2 separate regions of the Mus musculus genome follow, and region 1 is linked to region 2. Evidence: chromatin contacts called from public HiChIP or PLAC-seq data. All regions are on one chromosome and are shown on one strand. The core of a region is the stretch at or near the end of the contact, and the rest is flanking DNA. Distances in the headings are between cores, read along the strand shown.

The links. HiChIP or PLAC-seq counts read pairs in DNA pulled down with a chosen protein or histone mark.
Region 1: a contact with region 2 is called in an H3K27ac HiChIP or PLAC-seq map of regulatory T cells, with 3 times the contacts expected there. The contact joins the enhancer-like site here to the promoter of Trib2 in region 2. A contact is called at or near these places in 7 of 39 promoter capture datasets (3T3-L1-derived adipocytes, the C10 cell line, cranial neural crest and 4 more), 2 of 15 datasets of contacts at CTCF or cohesin (the NIH/3T3 cell line and thymocytes), 4 of 484 Hi-C or Micro-C datasets (the N1E-115 cell line, adipose-derived mesenchymal stem cells, nephron progenitors and 1 more), 20 of 115 datasets of contacts at active chromatin or transcription factors (CD8 T cells, astrocytes, cardiomyocytes and 14 more) and 2 of 9 other capture datasets (embryonic stem cells and pancreatic islet).

Annotation. Positions count from the first base shown.
Region 1 is chr12:16,072,673-16,079,968 of GRCm38.p6, reverse strand. No RefSeq gene overlaps it. Among named protein-coding and RNA genes, the nearest start is that of Gm36235, 61 kb to the right of the region's middle. Within about 2 kb of position 2,473, at least 3 of the 459 cell types and tissues checked have an H3K27ac peak or open chromatin away from gene starts, as enhancers often do. A contact at or near this core is called in regulatory T cells, where this site is marked.
Region 2 is chr12:15,815,449-15,822,292 of GRCm38.p6, reverse strand. It overlaps Trib2 (tribbles pseudokinase 2), which reads left to right and starts at 5,508. Exons shown (of 3, transcript NM_144551.5): 1 at 5,508-6,844. The coding sequence starts at 6,793. It overlaps Gm5432 (a long non-coding RNA gene), which reads right to left and starts at 5,356. Exons shown (of 3, transcript XR_001780551.2): 1 at 5,196-5,356.

The DNA of each region.
Region 1 (7,296 bases), core at 1,224-3,723, 260 kb before region 2:
GATAATTAGGTGACAAGGAAGGACAGGAGTCAGGCAAAGGACACATAGATCTGAAACTGGATATAAAGCTTTTTTTTTTTTTTTCCTAGTTGCAAGTCCATCACAGTTTTTCTTTTCTTTTGTATAGTGGGTAAGTGAGTGAAAATGCTGTTGACAATAAAGTGTAAGAATCATTGCTTCAGAAGAGCCATTATTACCATAAGACCACCACTGAGATGCACAGTTTGGAGCTGGGCTAATGTGTGGTGGGGGATTGACCTTAAAGTAGCCCTTTCATGATTTTATTAGTAAGTTAATTAGATGAAGTGAATTTATTCTTTTTTTTTTAAAAAAAAAACATATATTTTAAAATAATAATGCTCTTAGAATGGTCAGTTTGAGAGGAAACTCCAAAAGCCTTCACTGTGCCTGCAAGGAGTGTTCGACCATAAAACGACCCTTGCATGCTCAGGCAATCTGTTGGAAGGGCCCAGTGACCTTTTCTCTTTTGTTGCCCAACTCTCCAAGTTAGTGTGAAGAGAGTATGAAGATTCACTCCATAAGGAAAGTCTAACTGTGCAGAGTGAAGATTTCACATCAAGGTTCCACAGGCAAATTTTAACTGGGCTTTCTACCCAGTGTTAGACGGACAGCAAGACGGTACCATTTTCGTTTTTGGTTGTAAAAAGCGAGGTCCAGAGAAATGAAGGCTTCCATACCTCTAGGCTGTGGCTTCTGTAAGAACAGGAGCAGTGCCTGAGTCCCTGCTCCACTGCCTTCAGATCCCAGATGGCCCATCAGTGTGCATCAACAACCGCCAAGTTGTTACCAGCACTTGTCGCCTAGGTTGTGTGCCTACAAAGCCAAGCAAGCTTCCTGATCCTCTCCACGCATCCTTTCCCTCACAGTTAGGAGCTCTCCATTTCTTAGATCTGTATCCAATGATGCTGGGTGGCCATCATTCTTTTTATCATTGCACATCAGCACTCTCAGTAGGAATGCTCTTGGCATGTCAGGAGAGGACCACACATCGAAAAATGGCTGTGAAGCTACAAACCTATCTTCCCCAGGCTGATGGGTGATGGAATGGGAAGGGCCTGGCTGGAAGGAGTGATGGAGTGTTAGTAGAATCCCTAGAGCAAGACACTCACCTTGAGTCAAAAAAGAAAAAAAAAATACAAGGAGGCATAAAAGATGCCGGCCAGCCTACCGTCTTAATGCTACATTTACTTTTAAAACAGCAAATGGGAAGTATACTGAATTAAACAAGAGAATATGACCCTGACTCACCTGGCTTGCCTCACCCTGTTATCTGAGGAAAGAAAAAGAGGGCTCACACAGCAGACAAGTAAGAAAGGAGAAATACAACTGATCACCCTCCCTTTCCTCCAGGCTTCTGAGAGCAGCGGTAAGGAGAGCTAGGGGCAGCCTTGTTCCCAGAGACGGGATCCAGGGGCCTGACTATGAGCTCTGGCATATGTCTCTTTCAATCAACTCCTAATCCTATTTCACCTGCAAAGCAGAGAGCATGGTAGGTCTGGGCTCTCTTCAGAGCTCCAGCTTGTACTTGATAGGTGCTTTAGGGCCAGCCCCTTCTTTAGGGCTCAGTGTTGCTGTTTATAAAGGAGAGTTTTAGAAGAAATGCTTCTTGAGGTTCTCCACTTCAGCCACTCTAGAAGACTGGACCGGCGGTCCCTGGGGAGCATGCTTTGTCTTTTGTTTGACAAAAAATATTGAATTCCAAGTAAAACTTGTCCATGCATCAAGGGTTGGAATGTGCTGCCCATTAGCCTCCCTGGCCCCTTTCCCTTCTGCTCAGAGACAGTGGTTCCAAGGAAAAGTAATTAGTTGTTCCTCCCGGTTCCAGAAGTCAGGATTCACAAAGCATTGACAGAAATTTACTCAATCTACCTCACAACTTGGCTTGCAATTAAGTTAGTGCCTGTTTACAGGTCTACGGTTGTGTGATATTCCTGAGAGGCAGTGTATGGACATTGTCTCAGATAGAGCTTCTATTGCTGTGAAGATACAACAAAACCATGGCAACTCTTATAAAGGAAAGCATTCAACTGTCTGGCTTACAGTTTCAGAGATTTAGTCTATTATCATCATGACAGGAAGCATGGCAGCATACAGGCAGACATGGTGCTGGAGAAGTAGCTGAGAGTTCTATATCCAGATCTGCAGGAAACAGGAAGGGAGTGAGACACTGGACCTGGCTTGAGCATCTGAGACCTCAGAGTCTACCTCCAGTGATGTGCTTCCTCCAACAAGGCCACTCCTACTCCAAGGCCACACCTCCTAATAGTGCTACTCCGTTTGGATCTATGGAGGTTATTTTCATTCAGACTACAACAGGTAATAGGATTCTACTCTTGGCTGGATATTTGAGGGTTTAGCTTCTTCTTACCAGATGTAGAGTACACAGTTTAGACCATCCAGAAGATGGCATCACACCAGCCATCATTAAAGAGTATAACCTTGTTAACAATCATCTCACCAGTAAGAAGAGATCTGCATGGTATCACAGAGGAAGCAGCTACAGGTTGCATCATCAGTCCACTGCCATAAGGGGATGAAGTAAGACCTGTGCAATGCTAAAGGCTTCAGACACTAGGAGAACATCCCTTGGTGTACAGTCAAAGGCCTTTGAGAGCAGGACTTTCTGGTGCTGTCCTTTGGTGGGGCAGAGGAGATGGGGTACCGAGGAGCCTGTACTGTAAACTGTACAACATAATCAGCTCTTGGACTGGAAAAGATGCAGCTAGACAAAACAGGAATGAAAACACAGCATATCCCAATGGAGGATCCAGGGGAGGGAAACTGTTACCGAATTTAGCACACAGAGAAGGGTCTTTCCTGTGCTGACCAAGGTCAGCTATGTCCTTGGAGGAAATCCTGGTTTATGAAGAACATTGGTCTCAGAAAGCATTGTGTGGTACCTTATGGTGGTAAATCCATTGCTTCCAGTGTGAGGAGAGTATTTGGGGAGTATTTTTGAGACTCTGCTGAGAGGAAGGAATAGGTGTGGGAAGCACTGAGCATACAAGAAAAGTGGCTCATGGGGCTTTCCCTAGACAAGGATGCTTCCTTGACTTCAGATGGGACAAAACATGTCTGTACTGAACTTGTCACTGTGGTTCCCTTTTTAATTTCTTCCTTTGTGATGTCCAGGCACTGCTGCACACAGAGTAGAGAAGGATGGAGCGAAGTCTGGATTGGGTAAGTTAGCAGGATCCCGGTCAGGCACTGCCAGAGGCAAGAGGGGAGGTATCCCAAGACTTCAGTATTAGGGCTCTTCAGTATCACAGCTCTTTTAGAAAATGGCTCTCTTAGACGATCTCCACCAAAACAGCTTGTGCTCACACACTTTATTCCAGGTGAATCAACCCTGGAGAGTGGGAAGGGGGTTCTTCTTAGGATGAAGTTTCACTAGCTGAGGCTTACAGTCCTGGGCATATCTCATTTGCATGGGGAGCCATTCAAGAGATCAGGCAGAGAAGAGGAGGCCCAGCTAAGAAAGGGGAGTCCTCCATTTTGTGCTGAGTTCACAAAAGCTGCCCAGACATGGTGGAAAATAACCTTGGTAGCAAGGTTCAACAGTCACCAGTTTCCAGCACTAAACTTTGCTTTAAACAATAACACAACCAGGCAGGGAATCATTTCATTGGTCAGAGCACTCTCCCTATGTAGGTACTAGAAACACAATGTTATACACTGCTTGCAAACTAAGCATGTGTTCTAAATGTTCCAGTCCCCGAGATCTTCTTGGCACCATGCAGATTTGTCCCTTCTGAGGATTGTGCAAAGCATCATTCCCCACAGCTGCTCTCATCATTGCAGCAACCAGCTCTCTCGCTCCCTGCCTGAGGGCTGCTGTAGTGCAGAATTTGGGCTGATTTCATCTCTCAGCATCACAAGGACCTAGCACAGGCTTTTCCCATGGACAAAGAGATATGTGAGAAGTCAATGCCTAGAAGACAGAGCCCAGAGTCCCTGTTGGCCCTGGAGTCTAGGCTATGCCCTAGAAACAGTAACTTTCTGATTGTTGACTGAAAGTGTGCTCATTAACTAAAAGTTATTTTCCTTGTATCAGTTAATTTAGGTAAAAGGATGTCCCCAGTTATATGGCAAATGAAAAACAAAAATTATAAGGGCCTTTTTAATGGCAGAGAGAAATAAAGAGTATAATGTCAAAACAACAACCACCACCATCCAAAATTCTGGCTATGAACACACCATTTTAGTATGATCCCATTTGTCAAAGAATTGGCATCCAGTTGCAACAGTCATTTCTGGCTTCTGAGATTGGGGTGACTCTTGTTCTCATGATTACACCTTTAGGTCATTTTCCGAATTATCTGAAATAACCCCACGCTATTGTAAACACTGGGAAGCAATCACTTTAAGTACAAGCCATTTCATCTGGTGTTTTTGTTGGTGTGTTTATTCAGTTGGGAATTGGATAGCTCTGAATAAAGGAAATGTAACCGTTGTTTTCTTTCCTTTGCCTGAAGAAGGACAAACTTGCCTTCTGTGTGGGACTCTGGGGATTCTCAGTGAGCTAGTGGCCTCTGCAGCCTGATGCCCGAGGGAGAACATCTTTATTCCTGGGTTTCTATTACAGACCAGAGGAGTCCCAGGACACCCCTCCACCCCTCCTAGCCTGGATTTCTTTTCTCTAATTGTGGGGGTTAGTTCTAAACGGTGCCTAGAGGGGCCACCAAATGAACACAGTCCAGCCGTAAGGAAACCAAGAATGACCCGCATTAGGCTTTGCAGGCCTCTGTAGTCTGTGGAAAACATTGCTTTTAAACTTTTGTTTTTATTTTTGTTTTATTGAGATGTATTTTACTTTTTAAAAATAACCTTCATGAATATCTTTGTTTTTCTTGGATATTTTCTTTCTTTACATTTCAAATGTTTTCCTCTTTCCAGGTCTCCTCTTCAGATACTCCCTATTCCATCCCCTCTCCCCCTGCCTCTATGAGGGTGCTCCACCCATCCACTCCCATCTTCTCACTCTGGCATTCCCTTACACTGGGGAATTAAACACCCTCAGGCCCAAGGGCCTCTCCTCACACTGATGTCCAACAAGGCCATCTTCTGCCACATATGTGGCCAGCGCCATGGGTTGTACCATGTGTAATCTTTGGTTGGTGGTCCAGTCCCCAGGAGCTCCAGGGGGTCTGGCCTGTTGACACTGTTGCTCCCTCTATGGGGCTGTAAACCCCCTCAGCTCCTTCAGTCCCTTCTCCACCTCCTCCATCAGGGATCCTTGAGCTCAGTTCAATGGTTGGCTGTGAGCTTCCTCCTCTGTATTTGTCAGGCTCTGGCAGAGTCTCTCAGGAGACAGCCATATCAAGCTTATATCAGCAAGCACTTCCTGGCATCTACAATAATGTCTGGGTTTGATGGCTGTATATGGGATGGATTCCCAGGTCAGGCAGTCTCTGGATGGCCTTTCCTTCAGTCTCTGCTGCACATGTTGTCTTCATATTTCCTCCGGTGAGTATTTTGTTCACCTTTTTAAAAAGCACTGAAGCATCCACATTTTGGTCTTACTTCTTCTTAGGCTTCATATGGTCTGTGAACTGAATCTTGGGTATTCCAAACTTTTGGGCTAATATCCACACATCAGTGATTATATACCCTGTTTGTTCCTTGTGACTGAGTCACCTCACTCAGGATGATATTTTCAAGTTCCTTCAATTTGCCTGAAAATTTCATGAAGCCATTGCCTTTAATGGCTGTGTAAATGTATCACATTTTCTGTATCCATTCCTCTGTTAAGGGACATCTGGGTTGCTTCCAGCTTCTGGCTAGTATAAATATGGCTGCTATGAACATAGTGGAGCATGTGTCCTTATTACAAGTTGGAGCATCTACTGGGTATATGCCCAGGAGTGGTATAGTTGGATCCTCAGGTATTACTATGCCTAATTTTCTGAGGAACCACCAGACTGATTTCCAGAGTGGTTGTACAAGCTTGCAATCCTACCAGCAATGGAAGAGTGTTCCACTTTCTCCACATTCTCTACAACATCTGCTTTCACCTGAGTTTTTCATCTTAGCCATTCTTACTGGTATGAGGTGGAATCTCAGGGTTGTTTTGATTTGCATTTCCCTGATGACTAAGGATGTTGACCCTTTCTTTAGGTGTGTCTTGGCCATTTGAGTTTCCTCAGTTGAGAATTTTCTGTTTAGCTCTCTTCCCCATTTTTTAATCGGGTCCATTTGGTTCTCTGGAGTATAACTTCTTGAGTTCTTTGTATATATTGGATATTAGCCCTCTATTGGACATAGGATTGGGAAAGATCTTTTCCAAATTTGTTGGTTGTCATTTTGTCCTATTGGCAGGGTCCTTTGCCTTACAGAAGCTTCACTATCTTATGAAGTGCCATTTGTCAATTCTTGATCTTAGAGCATGAGCCATTGGTGTTCTGTTCAGGAACTTTCCCCTGTGCCCATGTGTTCAAGGCTTTTTCACCCTTTCTCTTTCATTAGATTCAGTGTATCTGGTTTTATATGGAGGTCCTTGATCCACTTGGACTTGAGCTTTGTACAGGAAGATAGGAATGGAAGTTGAAGAAGACCTCAGAAGATGGAAACATGAATATCTTTTTTTTTATACTGATATGATCAGCATAAAATTCAGGAGTAAAAGTCTGGTCCATCATTTTACTAAATCCCAACCTAGAGTCTCCATCTAGTTATCTCCATGGCTTGGAATAACTATAGACAGAATTCCTGTGGACGTGAACTTAGGTTCCAAGGAAAGTTGACAACCAACAGGAGAGCCATATGTCAGACTTGTCTGTCCTCACACACAGGTAGGCTGCCCTACAGTAAGAAGTGACCGCTTTCAGTGGGTGGGAAGGAACTATGAACATGTTCCTAATAAAATGTGCTTTCGTTACATCATTGGGAAGAGAGGCCCCTTGGTCTTGCAAACTTTATATGCCCCAGTACAGAGGAACGCCAGGGGCAAGAAGTGGGAGTGGGTGGGTAGGGGAGGAAGGCGGGGGTGGGGGGAGGGTATAGGGGACTTTTGGGATAGCATCTGAAATGTAAATGAAGAAAATATCTAATAAAAAATTGAAAAAAAAAGTCTGGTCCAAAGTCTATGACTTTACTATTTTTCACATTTTCAATTAAAAACAGGGAGAAGAATTTTATTTCACAACAGATCTGCATGAAATAGAAAGTATAGTTTTTGTAAATAAGTCTTATTGAGATATAACCAGGCTTACTCATTTTTATATGGTTCATGGCAGCTCTTGCTCTGCATCATGTGGTTTCTTTTGAAATGCTTTA
Region 2 (6,844 bases), core at 4,259-6,758:
TCCCTTCACACTCAGTGTCTAATATGAAGCTGGTAATAATACTCCTTTTGGGATATTGTTGTGAGGACTAAATAAGATAAATTACACAATACTCTTATGGATTGGCAAGCTTGATACATCAATTGCTAGTTACCTTAGTCTAAAATTTTAACTGAAGCCAAGGTAAAGCCAACATGCTAATTGCCTGGAGCAGGAATTACAGGAAAAAACTCAATTCATCCTTGTTCACACTGATCTACATGTGCTATGGCCAGTTTGACCGTATTGAAGACTGCAGTATAAAATCTGAAAGGAATCCTTAATGGCCATTTCATTTCTCCTCTCCTCTTTGTAAGTGTGGCATTATTACTCTGTTCCATCTAAGAGGAAGGTCGAGCAATTCCAAGTGGCTTTTGAAATATAGATGTCCTGGCCCTGGAGCTGCTGCCCCACCCAGCAAGGTCTGTTTTGGAGCCAAGCTTGGAAGTACATGGTAGGTTTACCAGAATACCCTGCAAATTGACTCCTTGGCCAGGAACCTAACTCTGCAGCTAGTCTGTAACTTTCAGTAGTTCTTCAAAAGGTCCTTTCTGCATGGTTTTGCTTTCCCCTATTGTCTGCTCAATGATTTTCAAATGGACAGTAGGCACTTTGCAATATGCAGAAACCTATCACATACTGAGTTTCCCACCCTCTAACTGTATCTCATTTCTGTACAGGACACACAACAATTATTATTCCCATAAGAGAAGAAGCTACAAAAGCAAGGTTGGGTTGGGTGGGGAGGAGGCAGATCAGGAAAACAGTCCTGTAAGTCCTTTTTATTTATTTTTTTCTTTTCTTTTCTGTATTTATACATTGGACTTTCCTAGTAGATCATTTATCCAATGGGAAAATGGGAAAAGAAAACATCTCCCAGTTAGCCTTGGTACAACAAATATTTAATCAGAAAGTCACCTTTTAACAGTCATACTAAGAATCACCTTGTAAATAAGAAGTGGCTTCCCAGAATATGAACCATATTTTAAAAAAATACAGTGAGAAAGGAAATCACCTTTCTCACTTGTGGGAAGATTTTAAGTGGCCCATTTAAACTAAGGCTTACTCAACTCTAGAAAGTATGATGACATGCAATATGGTGTAGTGAAAAAACATAGTTTCAGAACAAATTATTTCCTTGCCTTACTTCTCCTAGCACAGAACACACACACACACACACACACACACACACACACACACACACACACACACACACACACACACAGAAACCTCTAAGGCCACTGAGTAGTGGGTTATCATAGAATAAAGTGGGGCAATAATTTGGCGTTTTCTTTAAGAGCCAAGGAGAACGACAGGGCTGGGTTAGAGCTCTAAGAGTGCAATAAAAGACTTACAAGCACTGACGTGAGTGCTAAAGAAGACTTTCTATGTAATGGAGCATTTTATGCGGGGCTAATAGAATTGATATGTGCCAAAGCCTAGAAGTATGTCCTAGGCCTCATCACTGCTCCAAATCCATCCCAACCTCCCCACCGTGTGTAAACATAGCTCCTCTGTGAACCTTGCTGAATGTCTCTCCCGTGCCTGTAGTTACAGAGAGAGGCTTCTTCTTAGGCTTAGGCTTGTCATGTAAGAATTAAGAGAGAACTGTTGTCACTTATCATGATGGCTCTTGGTCGTCAACTTGACTACAGTAGAATTAACTAAAAGTCAAGTCAAGTGAGGGCTATTTCTTAACTAAATCATTGGAAGTGAGGAGACCAACACTAAATCCAGATCTCTTGAGGTAAAGAGATCCACCTTAAATATGGGCCATGCCTTTGGTGGCAGCATAATACACACATACACACATACACAGTTCCTCTATAAAACACCTATGGTCAAATTGATGTATCATTCAAATAAGTACTTTTCAAAATATACTTATTCATTTAATAAACACAGAACTTGCTTAGCGAGAGTGTCACACACTCTGTTGGCAGCCACTACTCATTTGCTGAATAAATAAAATAAATGAGCTATGAAGAGAAGGAAGAAGTAAATGCATTTCAGGATAAGAGAATATTCCTGATAACATGGAGCCTACAACCTGGAATGGCGACAGCATTTGACAGACTTACTTCAACATGGAGGAAAAAGTTATATCATTCTACATATATAATCCTTATTTACCTATTTCTATAATTACAGTTAATAATGCTCATGTCTTATTGATACTGTAAACCTTTTACTTATTATTTACATTAAATGTTGTATGTTTAGTTGTTTTCCATGACTGTATTCAGGCATTCTAACAAATGTTGTTAATAATAACAGGAACTGGTTTATATTGTATATAGATATAGATATAGATATAGATATATTGTATATAGATGCTTTCTTTGGTTTGTATATGTATCATTCTTAGATTCCATGTATTGGCAAAATTCCAATCATAATCGCACATTGCGATTAAAAGGTTTTAAAGTCATCTAAGATCTTGTGACTAGAAATTGGGTACATGAAGACTCCCACTCCTGCTCCCATGAGTCAGCACATGTAGGGAAGCTGAAGATCTATGCTATGAGTGGTCACGTTTACCCCCCACTGTAATAACTTTATTATAAGCATAAGGATTTGGCTTTACAAAGGGATAGAATAGCTGCCATAGCAGTCCCTGAGAAGTGACGGACTCACCCTCAGTGATGGACAGGATACATCAGGCATCTGCATAAGCTGAGGCTTTGCTTGATCTGTTAAAGCAGTGGTTCACAGCCTTCCTAGTGCTGCAACCCTTTAATACCGTTCCTCATGTTGTGGTGACCCCCAGCCATAAAATTATCTTTGTTGCTACTTCACAACTGCAACCGTATTACTGTTCTGAATTGTATGTAAATATCTGATATGCAGGATATCTGATACGAGAACTCCAAGGGGTTTATGACCCATGGTTGAGAACCACCATGTTAAGGCTCTAATGCTTTCTCTTCTCTGTGATGCCCACTGACAGGAACTCCATAATGAGCACCAGTGTGGTCTTCCTGATACCTCAATACACTTCCTGATTGAAAGTCAACTTGGAGTCGAGTCTATTTCTCTACAAGAATACAGTGGTCTTCAGCTGCAACATGACCAGGCATTCCCAGTGTAATTATAACCTGCTTCACCACTTACCTGGCTGGGCAGCCCAGTTGATGGCACTGAGCATTCAAGTTAGGAGAAAGCTAGGTCTTCCTACTCCTTTTCTCTCATACTTTCTCTTTTCTCTGCCTAAATGGCCAACAATGAGCTCTTATGTGTATTATTTTATGACTCACCAGACTGTCTCAATGTCCACAAAGAACCACTGGCTTATGACAGGCAGGCTTACCCCTGTGATGACATCCAAGTATCAGGAAGATTTGGTCTCCTCTAACCTAAAGCTCAATCTAGCCCCAGAGAAGGACTAAGAAACACACACACACACACACACACACACACACACACAGAGAGAGAGAGAGAGAGAGAGAGAGAGAGAGAGAGAGGAGCAATGTAGTCATTGCAATATGACAGCCCAAGGAAACACGTATTTTTCCAGGACTCCAGGAAGTTACTGTCCTTCGATACACTTTCTCTTGTGGCGACCCCCAAACATCAAATTATTTTGCTGCTACTTCATGACAGTAATTTTGCTTTTGTTATGCATAGAATGTAAATATCTGATATGTGACCCCTGTGAAAAGGTTGTTCACCGCAAAGGGGTCACAACTCACAGGCTGAGAAACACTATCATAATTCTTCATATATTTCCTAGAACTGCAACTGCAGTTCTAGGGGTCACATGAGGTACGCAGGGCTGTCATTTAACAGACGAAAACTAGAGATCCTGGGAAGAAAAAGAAGCAAAAACAAAAACCAAACCAAACCAAAAAAGCCCATGCGAATTCAGTTTCCTTCTGAATCTGAAAACTGATGCTGAACACAAGTTTCTCAAACTTCTACAAGAAAGTTTGGTGACAGTCACCCAACAGAGGCCCCAGGGAACCTTTCTCAATGGATCCTCTGTAGAGATTGTTTGTCTAGGACCTGTTCTTGAACTGGGCAGAGACTGCATGGCACACTACTCTGTAGTCATGGTGACTTCCTCAAGCTGTGGTCCCCTTAAGGGACAGTTTAGGGATCAGAGTCTGAGTTTAAGGCAGATGAGTGGGGAGAAGGATGGGAGATCTATGAGAAGACATGGGGCATTTTAGTTTCTTCTCAAGATCTGTCCTCTAGGGTGGCTAGCTGAACAAGCAAGGTCCATTCACTACTCTGAAACAACCCTCAGGGAACTCCTGATCATTAGAGCCACTATTGTCCCGGTTAAGTATAATTATAACTAGTTCTCTATTTCTGTTCAAAAGTGGTAGTGCAGAATATTGTTACAGAGTGACCTCCCTCATAGAAAGAGGTGCCTTATGCGGGTAAAAACTCAAGAGTAAGCCCAGCAGTCTTGCCCCAGACCTTGGTTGCTTCTTTCTCTTTCTGTTTTCCCCTGCTACATTGCTACTCTTACCAGGATGCATTAGGTAAAGTCAAGAGGCTTAAGCTGTGGTCTGAACTTTCCCCAGGTCTGTTCAAGCCAATGGTCCAGAACCTTCCCAGGAAGTTAAGAATAAGCAAGGGTCAAAGTGCAGCCTTCCGTTGAACCCGGTATTGAATGTGTTCTTGGCCTAAATACTGAGATGCCGGGGCTGGAGAAGCCTGACTCCTTGGCTAGGAGCCAACATCCTTTGCTGGAAGTGTGGGTGCAAAGGTGTGTGTTCCTGAGCTCTCCCCAAAGACCTTGTCCTGAAGTCAAAAGACTCTGAAAGGATCCCCAATCCTATAACTGGTAAGTGGGGGAGGGGTGGTGACACTAACTACAAGCTCACAATGGACTTCTGTTGAAATGATAAGCAACCGGAGAGAAAGAATAAAACTAATTCTAGAGACTGTGGGCTGCAAGAATCCTTCATTTTTTTTAAAACCCGCGGGGAACTGCTTGTTCAGGTTAACATAGCAGCAGAGGGGTGCCCGGTACCCAGAAGATGCGAGGCTTTCTGCGGAAAATCCCGGGGAAGAGGATCTAAGTCTCAAAGTTGACCTGAGCCTGCCGGTGTTGCGTGGCGACGGTGGCAGATACACAGTCCAGCATCCCTGTCGCTGCAGCGCGAACAGCAGGCCAGGGGAGCCCAGAGCCCTTGGACTGCGGAAGGATATAAAGCACTGTTTACCTCGCGCCTGGCCGAGCCATCCGGGGGCGAGGCTGGCGCCCCCAGTGGGGGCACTGCAGGAGTGGCGGCAGCAGCCCTGGCCGCCGGCGGGCGCAGGGGAGCCGCGCGCGCACTGGCAGCGGCGCCGCTGATTGATGGGCTCCGGGCTCAATGACAGGGGCCGGGGCGTGGGTAGGGCGGGGCCGGCGAAGAGGGCGGGGGCTCTGTGGAAATGTGTCGGTGACATTGAATGGGGAGACCGAGCGCGAGCAAGCGAGGCGCGCGCGCACACATACGCGCACACACAGCCGGGCTCGCTCCGAGATCCCCGGCCACGTAAGTAACTATTAATACCGCCTCGCCCGGGGATGCGGGCGTGCTTGAGCGCCGGGATTGGCCTAGGGCGCCGTGGCCATCCCCTTTAATTTTTAAATACACGGTCCTCTCCTACTTCTGGGTGGCAAGAAAAAAAAAATAATAAGAAAAGAAGACAAGCCGTCGATTTTTATTTTTCCTGCAGAGCAAACCCCGCCGTGCAATTTGGTCGCAAGGCATCGGGAGACAAGAGTGGTTTGCAAATTGTTTCAAGGCTCAAGACCCAGTTGTGCAGCGGAAAAGGAACGCCGCGGGTTGACGGAGTCCGGGGAGCATCTGCTGGCAGCTCCTGCAGGACCCCCGGAAAGCTCCTGCTGCTGGTACCCCCCAGGTCACCGCCCGCACTTCTTGCTTCATCGGAGGAGGATCTGGGACGTGAGCAGCGACAGCAAGAGCTAGTGCTGACCGCGCGGGCTCTGCCTTGGGCTTTGTCGCGGTACCTGTGCCTGCCCTACTCCGCGCACTCCCTACTCAGCTTTTGCAATCTTTTGTTGCCACTGCTGACCGCCCCAAGTTAAAAGCGCCTTTGCAATTTTTTTTTTCTGTCTTTTTTTTTTTTTCTTGAGAGAGACAGCTCTGCGATTTTTTGGAAAAGCCTCAGACGCCATCTACAGTTAAGACTTAGGTAACTGCCCTCTCTAGCACCCCCCTTACACGCCCCCCACCCTTTCCACCAAAAAGAGGGGGGTGCAGCGCGGATTCTGGCTGCCGCGCGGCGTGAGCCGGTAGACCCGAGCTTATTTCCTTTTTCTTTTTGTTTGGTTTCTAACGCGTGGAGGGCGAGCCGGCGCCGCGCGCTCCCTGAAGACTGCACAAACTCCACGCAGGGCTTCTCCGCCCGGTCTGCGGATCCTCAGCTGGGGATCGCTCAGAAGCCCGGCGCTGCAGCTCCTCACCCCAGAGGCACGCTCACTCGTCCAGATCCACGCTGCGAACAGAGACCCACTGAGTCCAGCGTGCGGTTCTGCACCGCGCTGGCAGCTTCTGGGTAACAAAAGGACCCGAGTTGTCCGCAGAGCGAGCACCCCCGGGAGCGGGGCTCGCAGCCGGGGACCAGCCCTGCAGCGCCCATCTGGGGGCTAGTTCTTAACTCTTCCTCCACGGAGCCCCAGACGGGTCCCCTCCCTTCTTGATCCTTTTAAGTCGGTAGCACCGAGGCGCCTGCACCGGCGCGGCTCATCCATCTCTCCAGAGGGGTTTTTTGGTTTGTTTGTTTGTTTTGTCGTGTGCGATCCTCACACTCATGAACATACACAGGTCTACCCCTATCACAATAGCGAGATATGGGAGATCGC